Regions from separate parts of the Mus musculus genome. Here all the other regions are linked to region 2. A link is a contact called in public Hi-C and HiCAR-type data. All regions are on one chromosome and are shown on one strand. Each heading gives the region's core, a stretch centred on a gene start, on an enhancer-like site or on the middle of the called end of the contact. The rest is flanking DNA. Distances are from core to core; before and after follow the strand shown. Region 1 holds the start of Tmeff1 (transmembrane protein with EGF-like and two follistatin-like domains 1). Region 2 holds the start of Rnf20 (ring finger protein 20). Region 3 holds the start of Erp44 (endoplasmic reticulum protein 44).

Region 1 (2,700 bases), core at 92-2,591, 1.0 Mb before region 2:
AATATTGGTATTGTTAGGAAAACAAATTTAGTTTTTTTCTTCATATTTAGGTTGCCGCGCCCTCCAAAATGTATGCATGAATAGTGCTAAGTTTGTCAGTCTTTCTAACTTTTTAATAATCATCCAGAGGGGTAACTTTTTGGTTTAAATATCTTTCCCTTTGTTGCTAGTGGCTTTAAATTTTTTTTGAAAATAAGTTTATTTGTAATGTATATGGGTGTTTTGTTTGATGCATATCTATACCACATGCCTACACTGCCCTTTGAGGCCAGAAGAGAGTTCTTGGTACAGTGTTTACAGATGGTTGTGATGCTGTGGGAATCCAAGCTGGGGCCTCTGCAAAAGCAGCCTGGGCTCTCAGCTGCCGGCTATCTCTTGCTGGTCTCCAAAGCTTTCTCCCTTGCCTGGACTTCTCAAAGCCTCCTTGTCTTTACTTCTATGTTCAGTGTTTGTTTTGTATTTAGATTGTAGCTTTCTTCAAGTGTCCTTTTTGCAATTTTCTTAATTTTACAATGAAATTCTAGAATTCCTTCTGAAGTGGGCAACAATAACAGACTTCGAACAAAGCGGAAAATTTCCAAAAATTTGGCCTATGGTCTTATTGCCTGTGTAAAGTTATCATCTAGCAAGGTGAGGGCTGCAGAGGACTGTACTGGGCTCCAGACAGCTGGAAGACTCTTGGTCCCAACTTCCTGATTTGGGGAAGGCAGAAAACCAGTATGGGAACTCCTTTGTAGGGCTGTGAAATAGAACTGGAGAGGATACAGGCTAAGAGCTTCCTCTAGGCCTTGGATATAGCAAATCCGCTCTAAATCTTTGCTATTATGCGCGGAAAGGGCAACGCACTTTAAAGATTCAGCCGAGAGATGTAGTTATCCAGGAACCCGGTGGGGCGAGTCTTGGGGATTAAGCCTTTTCCCCGGAGAAGTGCACAGCGGGAGTGAGCACTAGGTACCAATCCCGATCCTGCCCATTTCTTGGGATGTGACTGACCTTGGACAAGTCACCTTTTGCCTTTAACTCCACCTGGAAAACACACGAAAGACCACCCGAGCTCGTGCAGGGTTAGAAGGCGCGTGGGAAAGGCTCACAAAGGGCTTCTGAGACACCGTCCCGAAGCTCTCTCCAGTATCCTCGGCGCCGTCCGGCCAGCCGGAGGGATCGGCGACCCCGGCCCGCGCCCCCGCCCGCCTCAGGAACAATGGCTCCCCGGGAGGGGCGGAGCTCGGCGCCGGGGGTGTGCGCGGGGCGGGGTCGCCGCTCCCTCCCCGCCCGCGGCTCCGTCACGCGCCCCTCACCGGGCGGGCCGGGGTCTTTGTGACGCGGCGGCGACAGCCGCGCGGACACAAAGGGAAGGCGAGCCTGCGAGCTAGAAGCTGCGTCCGTCCCCGCCCCGCGCCCCCCGCGCGCGCCCCAGCTCCGTGTTCCCCACGCGGCGCGCTCCCTGCCCTCGCGCGCCCGCGCCCCTCGCCCGCGCCGGGGTCTCCCAACGAGGCTGTCCCGAGCGCGGAGGGCCGGGGCCTGGCGGGGATGCTGCGGGGCTGCCCCGGGCGGCTGCACGGCTGCTAGGAGGCGGCGCGGGGCCGGTGTGCCCGGCCTGCCGCTCCCTGAGCTCCCCGCCGTGCGGCCGCGACAGCATGGGCGCCCAGGCGCCGCTCCGGCTGCCGGCCGCGCCCCCGCTCGCCGTCTGCGGCTACACGTCGGTGCTTCTGCTCTTCGCCTTCTGCCTGCCCGGGAGCCGCGCGTCCAACCAGCCCGCGGGCGGCGGCGGGGACTGTCCGGGAGGCAGAGGCAAGAGCAACTGCTCAGGTAGGAGCCGCCGGCGCCCGCCTCTGGGGCTCCTCCCTTCCGCCGTTCTGGGCCGCGGGAGGACCCGGTGTGGACCAGGGTGCTGAGGAGTCCCGGGGGCCGGGCGGAGGGCAGGACGAGAGTTCGCGGTGCGGGCTTTGGGGACCTGGGTTGGGGATGGGGAGTGGTCGTTTGTGGGTCCGTAGGTGTCGAGTGGCCGGGACTAGGGCGGCCCTGCGGCGTGGTGAGCTGGTGAGGTTCCGCGAGACGGAGCAGTGATCCTGGGTTTGCTCGTGGAAGCGCGTGTAAAGTGTTGTGAAGCCCCAAGGGAGGGAGGACGGCTAGGCTTCAAGGGGAGTGTGTGCGTGTGTGTGTGTTTGTGTGTGAGTGTGATGGTGAGGAACTGGCGGACTGAGGATAAGGGCCTGAGAACTGACCATGTGTTGGTGGGGAGGTTCTTAAGAGTTCCTGGGTTTTAAGAGGGGTAATGCCGGTAAAAAGAAGGAGTGGTTATGTTTGTCCTTTGGGTTCAGGGGTGCAGTGGGGACCAAATCTGTCCACGGTTCTGTGCATCAGGGCAGCAGGGAGTCCCAGGAGGGCCCAGGAAGTGTTTTGTTGGTTGTGTCTGGACAAAGCCTGAGGCTCAGGTAACCACGCTGGAGTACGTATATAGGGTGAAGAGATGAGAGCCCAGTAGTGAACCCAGTTTGACAGAGGGAGGGAGCTAGGGAGTCATCTTGTGTGGGATTTGGGTATGAAAGGTAATTAGGTCTCAGAGAGTGCCCCTGTGTAGCTAGAGTAACCCCGGGTTAATTAAAGTGGTGTAGAAAGAGAGGCAATGGTGGTGTGTGTGTTTTGCAGGAGGACCTGGAAGATTGGCAGCCAGGGGAGCCAGGGAGTAAGTGACCTCTC
Region 2 (2,700 bases), core at 80-2,579:
ACTGGCCTGGCAAGATGGTTTAGTGGGTAAAGGTGCTTGTCACCCCGAGTTCAGCCCTTGAGACCCGAGCCTTCGAAGTACGACCTAGCTCCAAAAGTTGTCCTCTGAGCTTTACATGTGGGCACTCGAACACCTATGCACACATTAAAAAAAAATCATATTAAGACGGGTACTGAGATTACAGACTAATTGACTTGTTCTTAATTAACACCCTCCTCCCCCCCCCCGACCCCCCCCCCCCCATCCCCAGTGTCTCTGGTCAGTATCTTATCCTCTCCAAACACTAAAGCAGTAGTTTCCAAACCTGTGATGAGAATCCATAGGGGGAAGATGGGATGGGATGAAGGTGGCTTTATTTTTTTTTTTATTTTTTATTTTTGGTTTTTGAGACAGGGTTTCTCTGCGTAGCTCTGGCTGTCCTGGAACTCACTCTGTAGACTATGCTGGCCTTGAACTCAGAAATCTGCCTGCCTCTGCCTCCCAAGTGCTGGGATTAAAGGCATGCGCCACCACCGCCCGGCGAAGGTGACTTTTTAACCCTACAAGAGACTAAAGTTCTCCAGCTGAGTGTCATTTGCAGGTAGTGCTAAATAGAGACCCCGCTTATTTATTTTGGCCTTCCCAGACAGGAGTTTCTCTGTGTAGTATTTATTTATTTTGAGGCAGGGTTTCTATGCATAGTATGTATGTATTTATGTGCTTATTTATTTTGGTTTTTCAAGACATGGTTTCTCTGTGTAGCTCCGGCTGTACGAGAACTCGCTTTGTAGACCAGGCTAGCCTTGAACTCAGAGGAATCAGCCCGCTTCTACCTCCTGAGTGCTGGGATTAAAGGCGAGTGCTACCATCGCCGTGCTGGAATCCCCTTTAAGGAAACTACACAGAACTAGAAATCGGTCAAATTCCTTGAGTTTTACGCAGGCTATTTCATCTCTTTAAAGAGTGCTCCACCCACACCTCAGGTAAGGGCGCTTGCCCTTTGGGAGATGGACAGGACCATCAACCAATTAGCAGCTTGGATGAGATAGGACCGCCCCCCCAACACAAAACATAAACAAAACGCTTTCCGTCAGTAATAATAATGGACCTTAAAAAAAAGAAAACAAAAAACAAAAAAACCGTACACAATGCTTCGCGTTGAAGAGACCGGTCACTTTGGGACTGGAGTCTGAAACAGTCCCCGCCCATCCCAACACAGAGGCGGCAGCGCACACGCAGAACTGACTGCGCCCCCTCCTCACGCGTCACTTCCGCCTGGCGGTCTCCCACACGTCACTTCCGCCCTCTCCTCGCCGTGCCTCGGGTAAAGTTGAAGCAACTTCCTTTTCCTTTTCCCTACTTCCTCTCCGTGCCTCCGCCTCCGTGGAGCTCAGTCCCTCTCGCAGCGGATCCCAAGTGAATCCCTTGGAGTCCCTCTCGGGCCTTCGTGAAGAAGCGCTGGGAGCCGCGCGCTCCCTGCGGCGGGAGTTGCCAGAGCCCAGGTTTGCTCTGTCGTCTGCTGCTCCCGGGCCGTGAGCGGCGAGGACTCTCGGGTCCCATCTTCCCGGCCTGTAGTTAGCCACGCCGGAGCCAGCGGCCAGCGCTCTCCAGTCAAGCTGCGCTCTCTCCTCAGCTCCCGTCTCCTCTCTTTGCAGGCGAGGTCCAACCCAGATTGCTGCTTGCCATTGACGCCTCGTCCCGGAGTTTGGATCGGAAGCCGGCTGGATGTAGACCCCTGATGGCCGCGGTGCTCGCCATCTAGCATCCATTCCACCTCCTTGTGAGTTTCGGAACCAGAGTCAGGTAGGAAATACTGAAAGAGCATCCCGTCTGAACAGATAAAGAAACGGGGATTGTTGGCAGGTTCGGTCTCTAAAGGCAGCCCGGCTCCCCAAAGGAAGCGCTGGGGTGCTCACCTACGTCTGACATCTGGAGAACTAACTGCTCAGGGAGCGTTTACAAGGCTCTGCAAAGAGAACGCTTGCATTTCTGGGTGCTTAGTGTTCATCTGACATTATGCTAAGTTGTTTCTATAACTATGCCATCCATTTGTTGCAGTAAGTCTAGCAACATGTTGTTGTCCTTCGTTTAGGAAACCGAGATTCAGAGATAACTGACTTGTATAGGATTAATGACTTAGCTAATGTTTCCCACGTCTCTTGCCCCAAGTCTCCTAATACTTTAACCTTAACCTCTGTCATAAATAAACTCTCCTTCTTTTAGTTTTTTGTTTTTGGCATCTCAGGAAGTGAGAATCCTGAAATTTATTCATAGCTTCTCTATTATTTGAGTAGAATTTTATTTGTTATTAGCATCTTGTGTAGAAATTTATAATCCTGTCAATCCCATTCCTCAACAGTTCCCCTCCCCCTTCTCTCTTGATTTAGGGTTGATGGGTTTTGTCGTAGAATTATTTGATTTAGGTTAAAGAGTTGGCCTGAAAAAAATTACTAGTTTTTATATACAGGTACTTTATATTGTGGCATGTCTGCTTATCTTGATTCAGTTCATGTTTTCTATTTTTGTTTCTGTTTTTTCATTCAGAAAAATATAACTGTCATCTTATACCAAGATGTCAGGAATTGGAAATAAAAGAGCAGCTGGAGAGCCGGGCACATCTATGCCTCCAGAGAAGAAGACAGCTGTTGAAGATTCAGGGACCACCGTGGAAACAATTAAGTTAGGAGGTGTCTCTTCAACGGTACGAGAAAACGAGGCTGC
Region 3 (2,700 bases), core at 175-2,674, 1.4 Mb before region 2:
TATGTGGCCTCGTTTATACACAACTGTAGCCTTCAGAACTATTTTCATTTCATTTAGTTTACACTACTTTATTTTGAAAAAAGCAGAGTATTATATATAGCTTTTTAAAAAATGGCTTTCAAGCCATAATGAGAATGAAAAGTATTTTAAGTGCAGACATTAAACTTTTTATGTGATACGGGGGAATACACACTACAAATTAAGAAATCTATTTCTAGACTCAGTTTCGCCTGTAACCAACTACACAGCTTCTTGCAAGTTAATTATTATTCTTAAGCTGTGAAGAAAGTAATTTATATTCAATGATGCTAATCTTAGCTTTCTAAGAATCTACCACAATTCAAGTATTCTCAAATGCTGTCATTACGGTCCAATTAAATTCCTCTCATGTTCACATATGGAGTTAGACCTTCAGTTTTTGTCTCAATTTGACCTTAAGAAGAGGCCAAGTAAGTTGCATACTCAAGATAGACTTCAGAAGAAGAACTGGGGGAAGATTCTTTTCTAAGATGGGATGGTGTTGGGCAGGCAGGGAAGTACCAAGCACCTAGGTATGCAGGAGAGCTGGTTATTCTCCAGTTCAGAGCACTGACCAAGATTTATGTATGCTTCTAGGGTGCAGAGGTTGCAACAAGGCTAGCAGGAGGCTCTAGCAGAGCCTGTCAGATAATCACATCCTCCACCTTTTCAAATTCCTATTCTCCCAGTCGACACCAAACCAGACTCCAGTTCCGGGTTTCCAACCAATCACATTAAGCCACAACAGAGGGCTTTGCCAGCCGGTTTCAAGGATCCAGAGAGAGATTCACACGACCCCAACACCTGTCGGCTTCTAACGCCCCTCCATGTGGGAGAAAACATTAGGTGTACCCTAGGTCCCTTAGGATTCTGGTGCCCCAAGCAGGTCCTCAACGTCCACAAAACTGAAACGAACTCCAGGGGCCTCAGCGGTGACCTCCCTCCCACGGATCACTCACTCCCCCCAAGGCGAATTCTCCTATTTGCAGGTTCCAAGCCCTGACTGTGCTTTCGCAGGCCTTGTGGACCGCAGGCTTAAGGAGCCAAAAGAACGGCCAAAGTGAAGGTAGTGCCCGGGGGTGCACGCCTCGCCAGCGGAGGAGAGTCGAGGCAAGCAGGGGGCTGCACCGTTCCCCCTCGCGGAGGGCGGGAGGCGTTCAGGGACACAGTCGGAGGGTTTGTCACCCCGACATACACTCACCAGGAGCAGCAAGGAGCATCTGAGGTCTGCTAAAGACAGGAAGACCGCAGGATTCATGGTAACGACGGGGTCGACGGCGGGGTCAGGAGGTGGCGGCTGGGACTGGACCGGGCTAGAAAAGGGCTGGGCTCCGGGGCCGGCGGCAGCGGCACCTCGTCCTCTCGACCCGGAGCTCCAGCGGCGAACACCCGGGACAACTTCCAGAGAGGCCTCTCACGCCCTCACTTCCGGGTCCTGCCCATCTCGAAGCACGTCGGGAAATGTAGTCCATACTGTAGTTTCATTGACCATGTCATCGGAGAGCTGGGACTCTCTTTCCCAGTAAGCCCTGTGCCCACGACGGCCAAGCCATCTGTGCGCGGGGCTCTTCGGGATTGGAAGGGACCGCGTACCTCTGTGCCTCCGGGACGGGAACTACAATTCCCAGAGGGCTGTGCAGCCTGGAGCCCCAGGCTACTTCTTCAGAGCTCCCGGGCTCTAGTGTCCTGGGGTCTGTTCCTGTGGGCGCAGTGGCCTGGCTTGGCGGTAGGGGCGGCCCCGTGAGGGTTGTGCCTCCTGGGGCGGCCCCGGGACGCCATTCTTGGAGTCAGGGGTGAGTAGGAAGCGGTCCAGCATCGGCGGCTCGGGTAGGATGGAGAGCACCGCCCCGGGCTGCTGCTGCGTTTTCTTGGCCCGCCTGATCTGAGGTGTGGCCTGAGCCTCCATCCCTGGCCTCCAAGCTGCTGCCTCTTCTTTCTGTGCTACTTCCTCCGTTATATAAGGAGAATCACCACTGGGGCTTCGGTCAATCACTTACCCAGGGTTGTTTCAGAGGGTCCGTGAAACGAAGAGAACAGGGATGGGAAAGCATGCTGTAAACTGTAAAGCGCAGTGCCCAAGTGGCCGTGACCACTTCTTACAGTACAATTACGAAGTAACCAAGTAATAAAGGATTTTAACTTGGTGTATGGTAGCTTTCCAGAATCTTCTGTGAACATCCAGCTAGATCCACGTGCCTGGAAAGTTAGCCACATCATCACTACTTAGGAGGCATTCTTCATTTGTGATTCTCCCTACTCCAGTTCTTTGCTTCAGCCTTCCTGCTGCCTGAAGTGGCCTTACCCTTTTTCTTTCTGGCTTGCCATCTCAAGTGTCACCACTTCTGACATTTGATTCCCCTGACATCTGTCACAGTCACCAAATCTTTCTTCCTAAGCAGAATTTCTTTTTTCTGTGTGTGAGCTCAGCACCACTACGTTTGCATAGCAGTAATTAGAGTGTTTATTGCACAGGCTTATTTTATAATTATTTAATGATGATGATACATTTTAAAGCACTAACAAAGTGGCTTTGATTTCTTTCTATAAAAAATTATTTATTGGGGTGGGGACAACAAGGAAATGAGCATCTCTGCTAAAGGAGAAGAAGGAGGAGGAGGAAGAGGAGGAGGAGGAGAAAGAAGAAGAAGAAGAAGAAGAAGAAGAAGAAGAAGAAGAAGAAGA

The links. Hi-C and Micro-C count contacts between places; a contact is called where the count stands out from the background. HiCAR-type assays count read pairs that join an accessible place to other places.
Region 1: a contact with region 2 is called in a HiCAR-type map of astrocytes, with 3 times the contacts expected there. The contact joins the promoter of Tmeff1 here to the promoter of Rnf20 in region 2. A contact is called at or near these places in 2 of 39 promoter capture datasets (embryonic stem cells and stem cell-derived epiblast-like cells), 1 of 484 Hi-C or Micro-C datasets (cortical neurons) and 3 of 115 datasets of contacts at active chromatin or transcription factors (astrocytes, embryonic forebrain and embryonic stem cells).
Region 3: a Hi-C map of uterus shows a contact between it and region 2, with 4 times the contacts expected there. The contact joins the promoter of Erp44 here to the promoter of Rnf20 in region 2. A contact is called at or near these places in 1 of 39 promoter capture datasets (embryonic stem cells), 2 of 484 Hi-C or Micro-C datasets (CD4 T cells and uterus) and 1 of 9 other capture datasets (liver).

Annotation. Positions count from the first base shown.
Region 1 is chr4:48,583,833-48,586,532 of GRCm38.p6, forward strand. It overlaps Tmeff1 (transmembrane protein with EGF-like and two follistatin-like domains 1), which reads left to right and starts at 1,342. Exons shown (of 10, transcript NM_001356272.1): 1 at 1,342-1,809. The coding sequence starts at 1,638.
Region 2 is chr4:49,630,731-49,633,430 of GRCm38.p6, forward strand. It overlaps Rnf20 (ring finger protein 20), which reads left to right and starts at 1,330. Exons shown (of 21, transcript NM_182999.2): 1 at 1,330-1,481; 2 at 1,635-1,782; 3 at 2,524-2,680. The coding sequence starts at 2,552. Gm45952 (predicted gene, 45952) reads right to left here and starts at 1,222. Exons shown (of 2, transcript NR_168526.1): 1 at 1,125-1,222; 2 at 1-133.
Region 3 is chr4:48,278,165-48,280,864 of GRCm38.p6, forward strand. It overlaps Erp44 (endoplasmic reticulum protein 44), which reads right to left and starts at 1,425. Exons shown (of 12, transcript NM_029572.3): 1 at 1,220-1,425. The coding sequence starts at 1,276. Invs (inversin) reads left to right here and starts at 1,596. Exons shown (of 17, transcript NM_010569.4): 1 at 1,596-1,811.